Regions from separate parts of the Sus scrofa genome. Here region 1 is linked to region 2. A link is a contact called in public HiChIP or PLAC-seq data. All regions are on one chromosome and are shown on one strand. The core of a region is the stretch at or near the end of the contact, and the rest is flanking DNA. Distances in the headings are between cores, read along the strand shown.

Region 1 (6,951 bases), core at 2,649-5,148, 390 kb before region 2:
AAGTAGGAAAGTTTTCTGAATGGATGCTCAGGTGTCACCGTAGGTGATCCAGGAAGGGAGGATGAGTGTGAGTGTGTGTGTGTTGTGGGTGTGTTCCAGTGTGGTGATGGGAGAGCAGAGGCGGGTCTGCGGTTTCCCCTCCTTTTCAGTTTAGACTCTCAGTTTTCCTAAATCTACTGTACAATATTTTTCCTAAATCTGCTGTACATTTGACTGAAGCTGCCAGGACCTCAGACTCTAAGGTATTCACAGATGAAGCTTAAGAAAGATCAAGCCATTTTATTTTAGTCTTTTTAGGGCCACACCCAAGGTATATGGAGGTCCCCAGACTAGGGGTAGAATTGGAGCTATAGCTGCTGGCCTACACCACAGCCACAGCAATGCCAGATCTGAGCCACGTCTGTGGTCTACACCACAGCTCAGGACAACACCAGATCCTTAACCCACTAAGCAAGGCCAGGGATCGAACCTGTGTCCTCATGGATGCTAGTCAGATTTGTTTCCGCCAAGCCACAACAGGAACTCCAAGATCAAACCATGATGACTACTAGTGATTTTAAGGCTTTTGTCGTTCTTTGGGTAAAATCACTAGTTCCCACCAGAAATAAGCAACAGGCAACCTACAGCCCATTGACAGGAATCTGCTTTCTAAGCAGGGCGATTTAAGTCTCAAAAATCCCTTCCCAATCCTCTTCCGGTGCCTTTCTCCTAACCCGCGTCACTTGTCACTTGTGGGGGAGGGAGGGGTCCTTATCAGGAAGCTCAGGTCAGCCGGCACCACCCAGTGCACACACATCCACCTTGCCCAGTCTCCCACAGTTTCCTTCGACAGAGTTCTTGCCTCTAACATTCACCATCAGTGCAAGAATCCTGGAGAAACGGCTTCTCCCAACGTCTCGGCATCAGTGTGCATCTGGATATTCCCTTGCGTCTGTGCCATCGAGATCTGAAGAGTGACCATCTCAGGCAGCCCTAGTCCCCCTGAGCGTGGTGTGATCATAGCTGATACTCTTTTTATTTGTATGATTATTTATTATTTGCGGCAGCCCCTCTGCCCCCAATGCCGACGCCCTGAGGGTGGGGACCTGTTCTTGTATCCTGCTAGAACAGGGCCTGGACACTCCATAAATATTAGGCAAATGGATTCCAAATTTACAAAGACCCTAGCCTTTCAACCAAGAGAAAAGAAAAGAACCTTCTAAGATGCTCGGTATGTAGGTCTGGCCGGGTTGCTCTACGGCGTGGTAGGGAGTTGAGATGGGGAAACTTCATTTTGATAAATGTGATTCCGAGGGGCCCTTGGAAGGGTCCCCTCATTGCCTGGGTCTCTCAGGTGGACTAGCAGAAAGTCCAGGAGGAAGGTCCAGGCAGGAGTGAGGCCGGTGGAGGACCATGCATCGAGCTGAGCAAGGTGAAGGCAGAGCAGGGGAAGGAAGATGTGGCCTGAGGAAATGCAGCAGCTTTGGGGCTACAGGGTCAACCTCTTTAAAAAAGACTGTTTTATTTTCAGATTGTAAATTCCTGCAGCCTCACAGTAAAACTAAAACAAAAAGACAAGGAGGAAAGACATCAATGTTAATCCTGCCACTTGGTCCTAACGACTGTGAACATGTTAGCAAGTTTCTTCTCTCTTTTTTTCCCCTCTACACTTGTACTTCACTTATTTTGGTTTAAAATATTTGATCGCATCAGGTGTACCCCTTTTGCACCCTGCTTCCTTCACTTAACACCATTTGAAATGCTTTTTTTCCATTTAGTGTCATTAAAAATACTTTGAAAATGTCTTTTTGATGGTTATGTATGCTTCCATCTTCTGGTTATGTCGTAAGCCCTATTGTTGTATAACTTGCCTCTGTCTTTTTGTTTTTTTTTTTTAAGTAATCATAGCAAATGAGTGATGGTAGTCTTTGCGTGTAAATTACCAGCTGCAATTTTGGTGATTCCATTCGGGTGCATTGCCAGACGTGGACTTACTGAGCTAAAGGGTAGGACTCTTTCACAGACCTTGAAGCATGTGGCCACACTGTTTTTGCAGAAGGACTGTGACAATTTACACGGAGGGTTTTATCGTAAGACTCTTCTGGGAACAGAACAGGATTTGCTAACTCTGGAGAGAACCACTTCTTGAAAAATCTGGATGAGAATTTCAGGCTTTGTAAACCAGATGGATTTTAGGTTTCCCTCACACTCTTTGTGTTCACTGACCTTCTAGTCTCCTGCAGTAAGTGTAAGCATGGCATTGGGAAAATTCCAGACTGTGTCCATGGAGCTCAGAGCCGACAGTAAAGGGAATTCTGTGCATTCCTGGGACAGAGCTGCTGAGGGGAGGGGGTGTCAGGCCAGGGGCCAGCCCACTGTACAGGAGGAGAATACTTGAGACACTCAAGGGAGAGGTGACACTGTGGGGAAGAGTGGACCAAAGCCTTAGAGGTTCCAGATTTTAAGGTCAGTGGGCTCTCCTGGTGTTCATTTAAACAGGACCCATATTGTCTTTGATGGACATTATCACAAACAAACACTTTTTGTCTGTTTTATGCACGAGGGGTCTATTTGATTTGGAAGGGGGCTCCTCTGAGGCCCCTTTCTACATTGACATTTTCTGGGTTTATAGGTAGGTTTTTACTATCCCATTTGATGGATAGGTAAATCAAGGCATTCACAGAGAGCTGGCTTTGCACTTTAGTAGCTGAGTGATTTGAGGCAAGTTAAGTTTTCTGAGCCTCCATTTTCTCATTTCTTTCTTTCTTTCTTTCTTTCTTTTTTTTTTTTCTTTTTAGGTCCGCACATGCAACATATGGATGTTTCCAGGCTAGGGGTCCAATCGAAGCTACACCTGCCAGCCTACGGCATAGCCACAGCAAAGCCACAGCCACAACAACACAGGATCTGAGCCGCGACTGCCACCTACATCACAGCTCACCACAATGCCGTATCCTTAACCCACTGAGCGAGGCCAGGGATCGAACCCGCCACCTCATGGTTCCTAGTCGGATTTGTTTCCTCTGAGCCATGACTAGAACTCCCATTTTCTCATTTCTAAGGTGGGAGGGATAGTGTCCACTCAGCAGGGCTGTTATGAGGATGGGAACCAAATGCCAACTTCTTGACTCGAGGCCAGGCTCAGGCTTTGGGAATTAGCATCTAAACCACATTTGCCAAATTCTGACTTTCTCTTTCTCTCCCAGGCTGGCCCCACACTTGTCATGATTAATTGATTAATTGTCATGATCAATTTAGGCATAGACGAGGAAAAGAAATGTGTGCATTGATTGTGTAGCCAGTGGAACTTCGGGTCTGTTGGGACAGGCGGCTTTGTGAGCTGTGGTGTAGGTCGCAGACGTGGCTTGGATCTGGTGTTGCTGTTGGATCAGCCGCAGCTCCGATGAGACCCCTAGCCCAGGAACTTGGATGTGCCATGGGTGTGGCCCTAAAAAGAAAAAAAGAAAACAAAACAAACAAAAAAAAACATGCAGCTTCACCGTGGTGATCTTTCATAATAGCAGTGTTTCTTTTGTAGCCTGGGAGAAAAAAACCTTTTGTCCCTTCTGTTAAGGAACTAAAATCTGGTCCCACAGAGTCTCTTGCAAACTTTCCTTGCTTCCCAACTTGATCCTAACATGCTGTGTGATTTTAGGAATCCCTCATTACCTCTCTGGACCCCTCCTTCCTGTAAAAAGGGGGATTGGGTCAGGTGACATTAATGGATCTTTCAGCTCTGCAGTTTTTAAATTCTATCAGGATTTAGGAGTAAAAAACTTTCTGCAGAAAAAAAAAATGACCATCATCCAAAGTTGGCCACTTGGGGTCGCTAGTGATCTGAGAGACTAGCTGGTGAAGGCGTAAGAGCGTGTGGCACTTCAGCGAAGAGATTCTGGGTGGGTTATGAAATTTTCTTTTTGTCTCTTCCTTCAGCTCCAAGATTCATCTGAAGGCGTGATCACATCCTCAATGTTGAGTGGACTATGAACCGGCTGCCAGAGACAGGGTTCCAAGCCGGGCCAGGCCCATCCCAATGCCCACCCGAAAAGACGGGACAGAGGAAAGAAAGAAACAAAATCCTGGGGCTCCATTGGCTTTCTTTTTGACTCCAGCTGAAGTTGCTGCATAGTGTGGCCTTGCCAGTCCTCGCCTTGAAAAGTAGGTCTTGCGAAGTGAAACTGCGTGGCACAAAACATGCCTTAGAGAGGCGGGGTAAACCTTTGTCTCCAAGAGTCAGGAGTTAGCAAAGGCAGATGCACGGGAAAAATTCCCGCCCAGGAGCTGCTGGGTGTCCCTCCTGGCAGTTTTCCTGGTGGGCCAGTGGTTGAGGTGGAGGAGGGGCAGCCCGGGAGGTCCCTGCAGAAAACAGGGAGGGATCACTGAACAAGAAAGAAGTAAAATAAAACAAAGATCTAAAAAGCTCAGGATCCGCCCACGCAGGGGACAGGGTCCCAGCAGCATACTTAGCGCAGGCCAGGCCCCTCTGGAAAGTTGGCTGAACCTTGCCCTCTGGGCACAAGGAAAAGCAGCTCTCCTGCCAGGACCGCTGTATAAACATCCTTTTCCTACAGGATCTCGTGGCTTGGGGTTCCAGTGGAGGGCAGGGAAGGTGTCCTAATGCAGACAGATTTCAAACTCCCGCTGTCCCTTTTCAGATCATAAATTACTGTTAATTTTGTTTACACCCCAGCCCCCTTCCTCTCTTAATAGTTAGAGAAAGAGCAATCACGACAAAATCAAGGCTCCAAGGGGTATATGGCAGCCCCGCTCCGCTGGCTGAGAAGCAGCCAAGTGTTGCCTCATCCTGCACTTCCCTGCAACAAAAGTTAAATATTTATGTACCACAGGTGCCTCGCCTTGCCTCCTGCAATATCCTTTTGTAGTTTTGCTGTCAGGGAGCAGTGCGAGAGCTTCCATTTCTGTTTAACTGGAAAGGGAAACTTGGTTTGTTTGTTCCCTTTCTCTCCCTCCTCCAACTCCAGGAGGCTCCATGAGCCAGGCTGGGAGGCCTGGGGTGGAGGCTGCTGAGAAGTCGACCCAGGATCTGTGTGGTTTCTCCTTGTTCAGGCATCACCTTGTTTTGTAGTAAGCACTTCCCGGGGCCCTTTGCCCAAGCCATCCTTGCCTGAGAGGTATGCCCGAGCTTGAAGTTGGTTGGGTCTGGGTTTCAATTCTAGGTCAACCCACTTATTTAGCTGGTGACTCGCTCTCTTAGAGTCTCAGTTCTCATCTTTAAAATGGGGATAATAATAATATTTTCCTAAGAGAGTGGTTGGGAAGATGAAAAATAGTGTATAAAAAGTGACTGAGGCCACGTGAGATTTTGGTAAATGCCAGGTCTTCTAAAACATTTTTGTTGAAATGTAGTCAATTTACAAAATTATGTTTGTGTTGGGTATACAGCAAGGTGTTTATATATATGTGTGTGTGTGTGTATATATATATATATATACACACACACTTTTTAGTGTCAGGTATACAGCAAAGTTATATATATATATGTGTGTGTGTGTGTATATATACACTTTTTAAGATTCTTTTCCATTATAAATTATTATAAGATGTTGAGTACAATGCCCTGTGCTGTACTGTAGGTTTTTGTTGGTTATCTATTTTACATGTAGTAGTATGTACATGTTAATCACAAATTCCTAATTTATCCTTCCAGGCCCTCTCTCCCCTTCAGTAACCATAAGTTTGTTTTCTATGTCTGTGAGTCTATTTATGTTTTGTAAATAACTTCATTTGTATCCTTTTCTTAGATTGCACATATAAGTGCTATCATATGGTATTTGTCTTTCTCTTTCCGGCTTACTTTCACTTAGTATGATGATCTCTAGGTCCTTCCATGTTGCTGCAAATGGCACTGTTCCATTCCTTTTTATGGCTGAGTAATATTCCACTTTGTATATGCACCACATCTTCTTTATCCATTCATCTGTCAGTGGACACTTAGGCTGCTTCCATATCTTGGCTGTTGTGAATAGTGCTGCTATGATCATCGGGGTGTAAATGCCAGTTCTTGCTTCTTTCTTGATTGTGTTTCCAAGATAGTAGCCATCACCCACATGTGGCTATTGAGCACTGGAGAAGAGCTGGAAGTTAAAATACACAAAGGATTTCAAAGACCTAACAAAGAAAAAAAATTTTTAAAAATCTCATTACTAATGTTTCATACTGATTACATGTTGGAATGACAATCCATTCTAATAATGGATTAAATAAATACATTTTTAAAGTTAGCCTTCATTTTACTCTTTAAAAGTGTGGATATGGGAAGAGTTTAAATGATGCCTGTGGCTTGTATTTGGGGCATCCATTATATTTCCATCAGGCTGCCTTGCTCACCAATTCCTCTATTCAAAATTGTTCCTTTCTTCAAAGCCTAGCTCAAGCTTTCCTGTCTTCATGAGGCAGTAAGGTCAATCTCTTCCTTCTCTGAAATCTGCTGGAGGTTTTGTTGTTGGAGAAAGTCACAACGTGGGTGTTTGTCAGCTGAATTCCAGCAGGAGAAGCATGTAAAGTGTTCAGCCCAGGGCTTGACAAATTGTAAACCGATACATGTTATCATCCTATTTTTCTTGCTATTTTCATTAGCGTCTGGATACTAAGTTCAGTACTGGTTATATGCTGTCTCAGATTCTTCTTCGGTTCTTTCTTGTGTGTTTAGTTTTGCTGAATATGACATCTTAGAGGACAGAGACCACATCACCTATCTCCTGGGTCTGTCCTTAACCCACAGAGCCATGCTAGGCACAGTGAATTCCCTCCCATGGTCATCCACGGACAAAGGCAGAGCCTATTGACTGAATAGCTTGGCTTCTTAGAGTCACTGACATTGCTGCTTTTACTCCACAGATACTTGCTCTTCCTGGAAAGCTTTCTTCATTTCCCTTCTTACTTCATCGAGCTAATTCTTTTGCATCCTAAAAAATATTAATAGTTGTTAAGTACCAGTAGCACTTCCTAGGT
Region 2 (6,426 bases), core at 1,535-4,034:
GCTGCCTTTTTGTGTATTGATTGTTTTTAAATGGCACTTAAGAAGAAAAAAATTCTGCACAATCACCTTCCGTTTTCTCCAGCTCTTATCGCCCAGTCCCCTAGATATCCTGTTCGGCTACAACAACAGTTATTATACTTCCATGTAGTGATAAGGCCTTTGAAGGGAAATAAAATGGGACAAGGGGTCGGAGAGTGACTGGAGTTGGGGGTGGCTGGCTTAGAAGGGGTGATGAGGGGCCGTCTCTCTGCGTAGAGGCCACCTGCAAGAAGCAGAGGCATGGACCATGGGAAGGGCTGGGGAAGAATGTTCTAGGCAGACTGCCGTCAGCACCAAGGTGGGAGCGAGCCTGGAGTGTTTGTGGGGCTGGTGAGGCCAGCGTGGCTGGAGCAGGAGTGGAAGATTCCATCCTTGAGCTCTGGGAGGCATGCCCCTGCCCTTCCCTTTCCCAAGGTCAAACTGGATCGCTCCCAGGGGGACTGGAGACCGCCACGTGGTAAAATGCTGACTTGGATCTGCTTAGTTAACTGAGCTTTTGGTGTGAGGCTGATCTGGCTGGGAGAGAAAGAGGGGAGCTGGAGATGCTTTTCCTGCATCTGAAGGGTTGGCTTGACAGGCGCGGACACAGGTACCCGATGGAAATGGCTCTTCTCTTGGAGGCTGTGGTCTCCCCGCCATCCCCGGGGGTTGGCCATGGAGGCACCCTGGATGCAGCTCCAGCAGGGCTTGTGGAGCTGAGCCAGCTGCCCACCCGGCCTGTCCCTCGTCCCTAAACATCAGAAACATCAGCCGAGCCACAGAGTTCCTTCCTCTGCTGAATGCACAGGTTTCCTGCTTCCAGGCTTTCTGAATACTGGTCAGCGGGGCCCAAGGGGGTCTCAGGACGGCCGGGTGGACTTTAGACGTGGGCCCTTTTTAAAAGATGGGTCTGGTTCCCCAGGTCCTATCTTTGTGGCAGATTGCTTTGGATCCTTTTTTTTTTCTTCCCATGCAACAAGATCTTTCTTAACATATCAAACAGGTTCAGCTAGTACTGAAACTGGTAATTTTTAAACTTAAATTGGGCCAAATGGCTAGAGCACAGAGGGATACCACCAGTGGCCATGATGCAAGCAGGGCTGAAGAATTAACAGCCGCCCCTTAGACGGAGGACCACGTGCAGCGTCGACTCTTTCTGAATGCTGCAATCAGAGAGTCTGGCCATCTTCTGGCTGTTGGCCTGCAAAGACGAGCCTCTGCTGGCCAGGGGAGATGCCTTCCTTATCCTGGATCTGGGCCTTCGGGTTCTCAGCGGGGTCACTGGGCTCCACCTCCAGGAGGACGGTCTTGCTGATCAGAGTCTTCACCCGGGTGCTGCATATCACCCCTCAGAGGCAGGACCGGTAGCAAGGTTGACTCTTTCTGGATAAGTTCTTTTTTTCCACGTTTTTTGTTTTCTTTTGTTTTCTTTGTATTCCCCGAGAGGGGCTTTAAGACTCTGCAGACAATTAATTACCTACCCTAGTCTTTAGCCTTCACCTTTTACCTGAGGTTAACTTCTACTGGATTAATTTGGCACTGCCATGCATAGAGGTTGAAGGCATCATCTTGGATGTGCAAAGACATTCTAAGAGACCTATTAGATTATAAGAGGTTTTTGCTCTCAAAACTGAGGGTAGGATTGGATATTAACATGAACCACCCTTTGGCTTTCTTCTGGGTTTTTTTTACGGGTTCTTCTGTGCTTAAAACATGAGCCCTGGATCTTCAGAATAAAGATCAGGTAAAATTGCAGGATAGAAAAGAGTGGTGTAAATGCATTCCATCTAGCTATGAGGGCTTCATGAAATAAAGGTTTTTTTTTTTAAATTTTGGTTTTTGTTGGTTTGGTTTTGGTTTTGGTTTTGTTTTACCCCTCTCTCGCTCGTGTGACCGTCCCTAGCGGGTTCTGAGCCACTTGACCATTCTGGATCTCTTCACTGAGCCGAGGAACAGCCATGTCCCCTCCTCCACCCAGGGCATCCCCTCGTACCTCTGCCTCCAGGCAGCCAACAGCCACAGAGTGAGGATGGAGCAGGGGGTCCAGGAGGCAGTGGTGCATGTCACTTTTATCCCCTCAGCAGACAGAACTTGGTCACCTGGCTCCAGCTCCATGCCAGGGGGTCGGGAGATGTGGTCCAGGAGCCACTGTCAAGGAAGAGGCTCAGCTCGGGCAGGCGGTGTTCCTCAGAGGGCTTTGCTGCTGCCCTGCATCGCCATCGCTGGATGTGGCAGGTGATTAGCAAAACTAAAACTTCTCTGGCCCGAACCAAGACCTCATGAGGCAGAAATAGCCAAAGATGGGGCCCAGGGGTCTGCACGTTCATAAGCCACCCAGCCTATGCCTTCGACATCCTGATGTTTGAGATTCACTCGCCAAGCAAGGAGGGGCTGAAGTTCTTTGGAAATGAACATGATAAATGCTCCACTGGTCCTGCTTTCTCTACCTCTGGCGCCTTTTCAAAGAGAAATTAAATTAATAACTTGTTGATTTGTAACTCTTGCCCTTTAAGCATGTAAGCGCTCGGCACGCGGGATGTCAGAATCATTAGTCAGTACATCAATACTCTTAAGGAGTCTGTTCGCTTCGCAAATAAAGCAAAGGCAAGGTTGTTTTTCCCTCTGTCCTTGGCTGGTGCCCTCTGTGACTGGAAGCATGCCGGCTGCCCGGGAAGGCTGGTGATGGATGGCTCCTCCACTTAGCTGCCTGTGACCCTTGGTAGCCTCTTCCCTTTCCTCGTCCTCTTCCTTTTCCTGGTGACCAATCTCTCTCTGCAGGGCTTGGCATCCTTAGAAGTGTTACACAAAGAAGTTCGCCTGTGCTGGACGTCAGGGGTGGAGGACTCTGTGGCGTTGTTCCTGTTTCTCCTGTTATCGTTTGCTTGAATAATTCCAATTTCCTTATATTCCCGTGGGAAACGGGAAGCCTTTTCTAAAAACTCCTGTCGGTGGCACACAGTGTGGGTCGCAGATAGCACTGTTTAGAGAGAACTCAGGGCCAAAGCTGGAGGCTCTTTGATTCACACAAGATAGGGCTGTTTCTATAGTTACCCTGGTATCAAACTTGTATTCCTAGCTCCAAATATTTAAGGGAAGAATCTACTATCCAAAGATGGGGAAAATGGAATATTCCTCAGAAGAAGGAGACTTTAAGGTTTCTGGGTCTATGTCTATATATGAAACGTGGGAAGAGGGTGTAGCCCAGAGAGTGAGCCCATTCTGGTCAATTTTCACAGATTGATAAGAAGCGCAAGATAAAGGAGCTTTTCATTGAGAACTTATTAGGTGGCAGTCACTTGACATCCTTTATTTCTCATAACACTCAGGTAAGGAAGACATCAATGTGCCCGTCTTACAAAAGAAAAAACTGAAATCTCAGGGGATTGGGTAGCTTGAGGGAGTCCAGTGCTGGGGGCAACTGAGCAAGGAGTCAATTCAATTCTGATAGTTCTTGAGGTCCAGTGGCGTGTTCACAGCAGGTGAATGGGTTTTGGAGGACAAATGCATGCCGTCACAGTCTCGGAAGACAGGAACAGCATTTCAGGCAGAGGGAACAGCCAGGGTCGAGGAGGAGCGGCAGTGCAGAGTGTGTCTGGGAAATGTCTGCTGCAACCGTGCGGTGGGAAGATCAGGGCTGGGACTGGAAATGATGTCTCTCCGTGATTCTGCAGCCAATGAGGAGAAGACTTGGGAGTTGTAAAGTGGGGGTTCAGCATGATAATACCTGTGATTGGAAGGAGGCCTGGTCTCAGCGAGAAAATCAATGGAGTCACGTGGGCCTGGGCTTGACTTCAGTCTACGAGGGAGAGAAAGACTTGACTTATCACTCATCCTGTATTCTTTGAATGAGGGTGGTTTTTTTTTTTTTTTTTTTTTTTTGGCCACACCCTCATCATGAAGAAGTTCCCTAGGCCAGGGATCGACCCGGAGCCACAGCAGTGACAATTCCGAATCTACTAGCCCAGCAGGAAACATTACCCATCCCATATTCATTGAACCTCTGTAGCTCTGGCTTTTCCTCGGGCCCCAGGGATCTGCATTTTAATAAGCCTCACAGAGAACACTTGTTACTGCCTGGAGACATTTTCAGCTGTCACAACTAGACAGGAGGGCTGCTGACATCTACCAGGTAGGGATCAAGGATGCTGCTAAACATCAGTGTCGAGGACGGCCCCCCACAACAGGGAATTATTGAGCCCAGCTATCTATGGTGCCATAGTTGAGAAACCCCACCAGACAGTGATTCAGGGTAAAACTGGCTGGGCGTTGACTGAAACAGTCCCCACATTTTTTTTTTCCACCTCTTTCTAGCAATTTAGTGAATCTAAATTTCCTTATCTGTAAAGTAGATATAAGATAATAGGAGTTTCTGATATGGCTCAGCAATTTAAGAACCCAACATTGTGTCTTTGAGAATGAGATTTGATCCCTGGCCTCGCTCCAGCGTTGCTGCAAACTGCAGCATAGGTCACAGATGTGACTCAGATCTGGCATTTTGGTGGCTGTGGCACAGGCCTACAGCTGCAGCTCCAATTTGACTCCTGGCCTGGGAACCTCCATAGATGGCAATTGCAGCCATAAAAAGAAAAAAAATGATAATAGAAAAAAATCTGGTTGTAGGACAAACAATTTTGTGAACTGTCTGATGATTATTTTTAATATATACTTTTTTTTTTTTGGTCTTTTTATGGCTACACACAAGGCATATGGAGGTTCCCAGGCTGGGGGTCAAATCGGAGCTGTAACCAACAGCCACAGCCACAACCACAGCAATGCAGGATCTAATCCATGTCTGCAACCTACACCACAGCTCACGGCAACACCAGATCCTTAACCCACTGAGCAAGGCCAGGGATGGAACCGGCATCTTCATGGATACTAGTCAGATTCATTTCCGTTGCGCCACGACGGGAATGCCCTAATACCTACCTTCTTTACAGACTTAAGGTCAAGCAAGGGGGACACCCTCCTGGCCCCAGTGGAGTAACCTGCATGGTGGGGTGGGTGGGTGGGTAGGGGTGGTTCTTCTTAGGTCACGTGCCAACTACCTTTCAGCTACGAAATCCTTGTTTCAGGACTAATGCCTGCCTTTTTGGCAAATTATTTTAGATTGATTTTTTTTTTTTTTTTTTTTTTTTGTAGCTGTAATTCTGCTCCTGGGGTATCCAATTTTTTTCACTGGGCAGATATGGATCCTTGTGGTAGAGAACAACGGTGTTGCCAAGGTCAATATACTGCTGGATATGAAATAAATTCACCAGGCGTAACTTAGTCCACACTCGTGGCTCACTGCCAATATTGCCTCAGCGTTGTCGAGGCTCTCATTGGATAAGCTGGGCATGAAACTAGTGCTCTTTGAATGAGGTCATTTTTAAACTCTGCCCAGGAACCAGAGAGCATTTGGATGCAGGGGGGACCAAGGATGCTGCGTGGTTCACCTGGACTTTTACAGAGGAACAAACAGGGGGCCAGAGACGTTGAGACATCTGCTTGAGGTCGCACAGTTGATACTTGGCAGCCTCTAGACCTTGTGTATAAGGGTGTGGGCATTTAAAAATCACAAAACCCCTTGTGGCTAGGTTAGGGCTTAGGAGAGTTTCACGCTGTGTGTGTTTTCTCCGTATTTATAGGACAGCAAGGGCCACGTTGCCAGACAGGTTTGGGTCTCTGCATCCTGTCTCCATGATGGGCTGGCTGCTCTGAGAGATTTTTTCTCATCTGTTAAATGGGGATAATTCTAGTGCTTGTCTTCAAATTGGAGAGGAGGAATTTTTTTTTTAACTTGCATTAAGCATTTTGCATAGTGCCTGACACATTTTAAGAGCTCTCTCTATATTAGCTATGACTATTCTTTTTAGAATTGCTACTCTTATTGTCATTTCATGATGGAATGTGCCTGGCACAAAGCAGGTTTTCAACAAAGATGATTTCTCTTTGTATTTTTGAGTAACTTCTCGGCCACTCAGTCATTGTGTGATTTTTTTTCTTTAAATGATTTTTATTTTTTTCATTATAGCTGGTTTACCGTGTTCTGTCAATTTTCTACTGTACAGCAAGGTGACCCAGTCACCCATACATATATACATTCTTTTTCTCCCATTATCATGCTCCGTCATAAGTGACTAGATATAGTTCCCAGTGCTATGCAGCAGGATCTCATTGCTTATCCATTCCAAGGGCAATAGTTTGTATCTATTAACCCCAAATTCCCAGTCCATCCCACTCCCTCCCCCTCCCTCCTGACAACCACGAATCTGTTCTCCAAGTCCATGATTTTCTTTTCTGTGGAAAGGATCATTTGTGTCCTATATTAGATTCAAGATATAAGTGATATCATACAGTATTTGTCTTTTTCTTTCTGACTTACTTCACTCAGTGTGAGAGTCTCTAGTTCCATCCATGTTGCTG

The links. HiChIP or PLAC-seq counts read pairs in DNA pulled down with a chosen protein or histone mark.
Region 1: a contact with region 2 is called in an H3K27ac HiChIP or PLAC-seq map of skeletal muscle, with 12 times the contacts expected there. The contact joins two enhancer-like sites. A contact is called at or near these places in 1 of 47 Hi-C or Micro-C datasets (alveolar macrophages) and 1 of 2 datasets of contacts at active chromatin or transcription factors (skeletal muscle).

The regions. Positions count from the first base shown.
Region 1 is chr8:12,395,803-12,402,753 of Sscrofa11.1, reverse strand. LOC100739688 (a long non-coding RNA gene) reads left to right here. Exons shown (of 8, transcript XR_304761.3): 6 at 3,913-4,137. Among named protein-coding and RNA genes, the nearest start is that of QDPR, 150 kb to the left of the region's middle. Within about 2 kb of position 3,898, at least 37 of the 83 cell types and tissues checked have an H3K27ac peak or open chromatin away from gene starts, as enhancers often do. A contact at or near this core is called in skeletal muscle, where this site is marked.
Region 2 is chr8:12,001,224-12,007,649 of Sscrofa11.1, reverse strand. All of the region lies in intron 1 of LDB2 (LIM domain-binding protein 2), which reads left to right. Among named protein-coding and RNA genes, the nearest start is that of LDB2, 33 kb to the left of the region's middle. Within about 2 kb of position 2,784, at least 10 of the 83 cell types and tissues checked have an H3K27ac peak or open chromatin away from gene starts, as enhancers often do. A contact at or near this core is called in skeletal muscle, where this site is marked.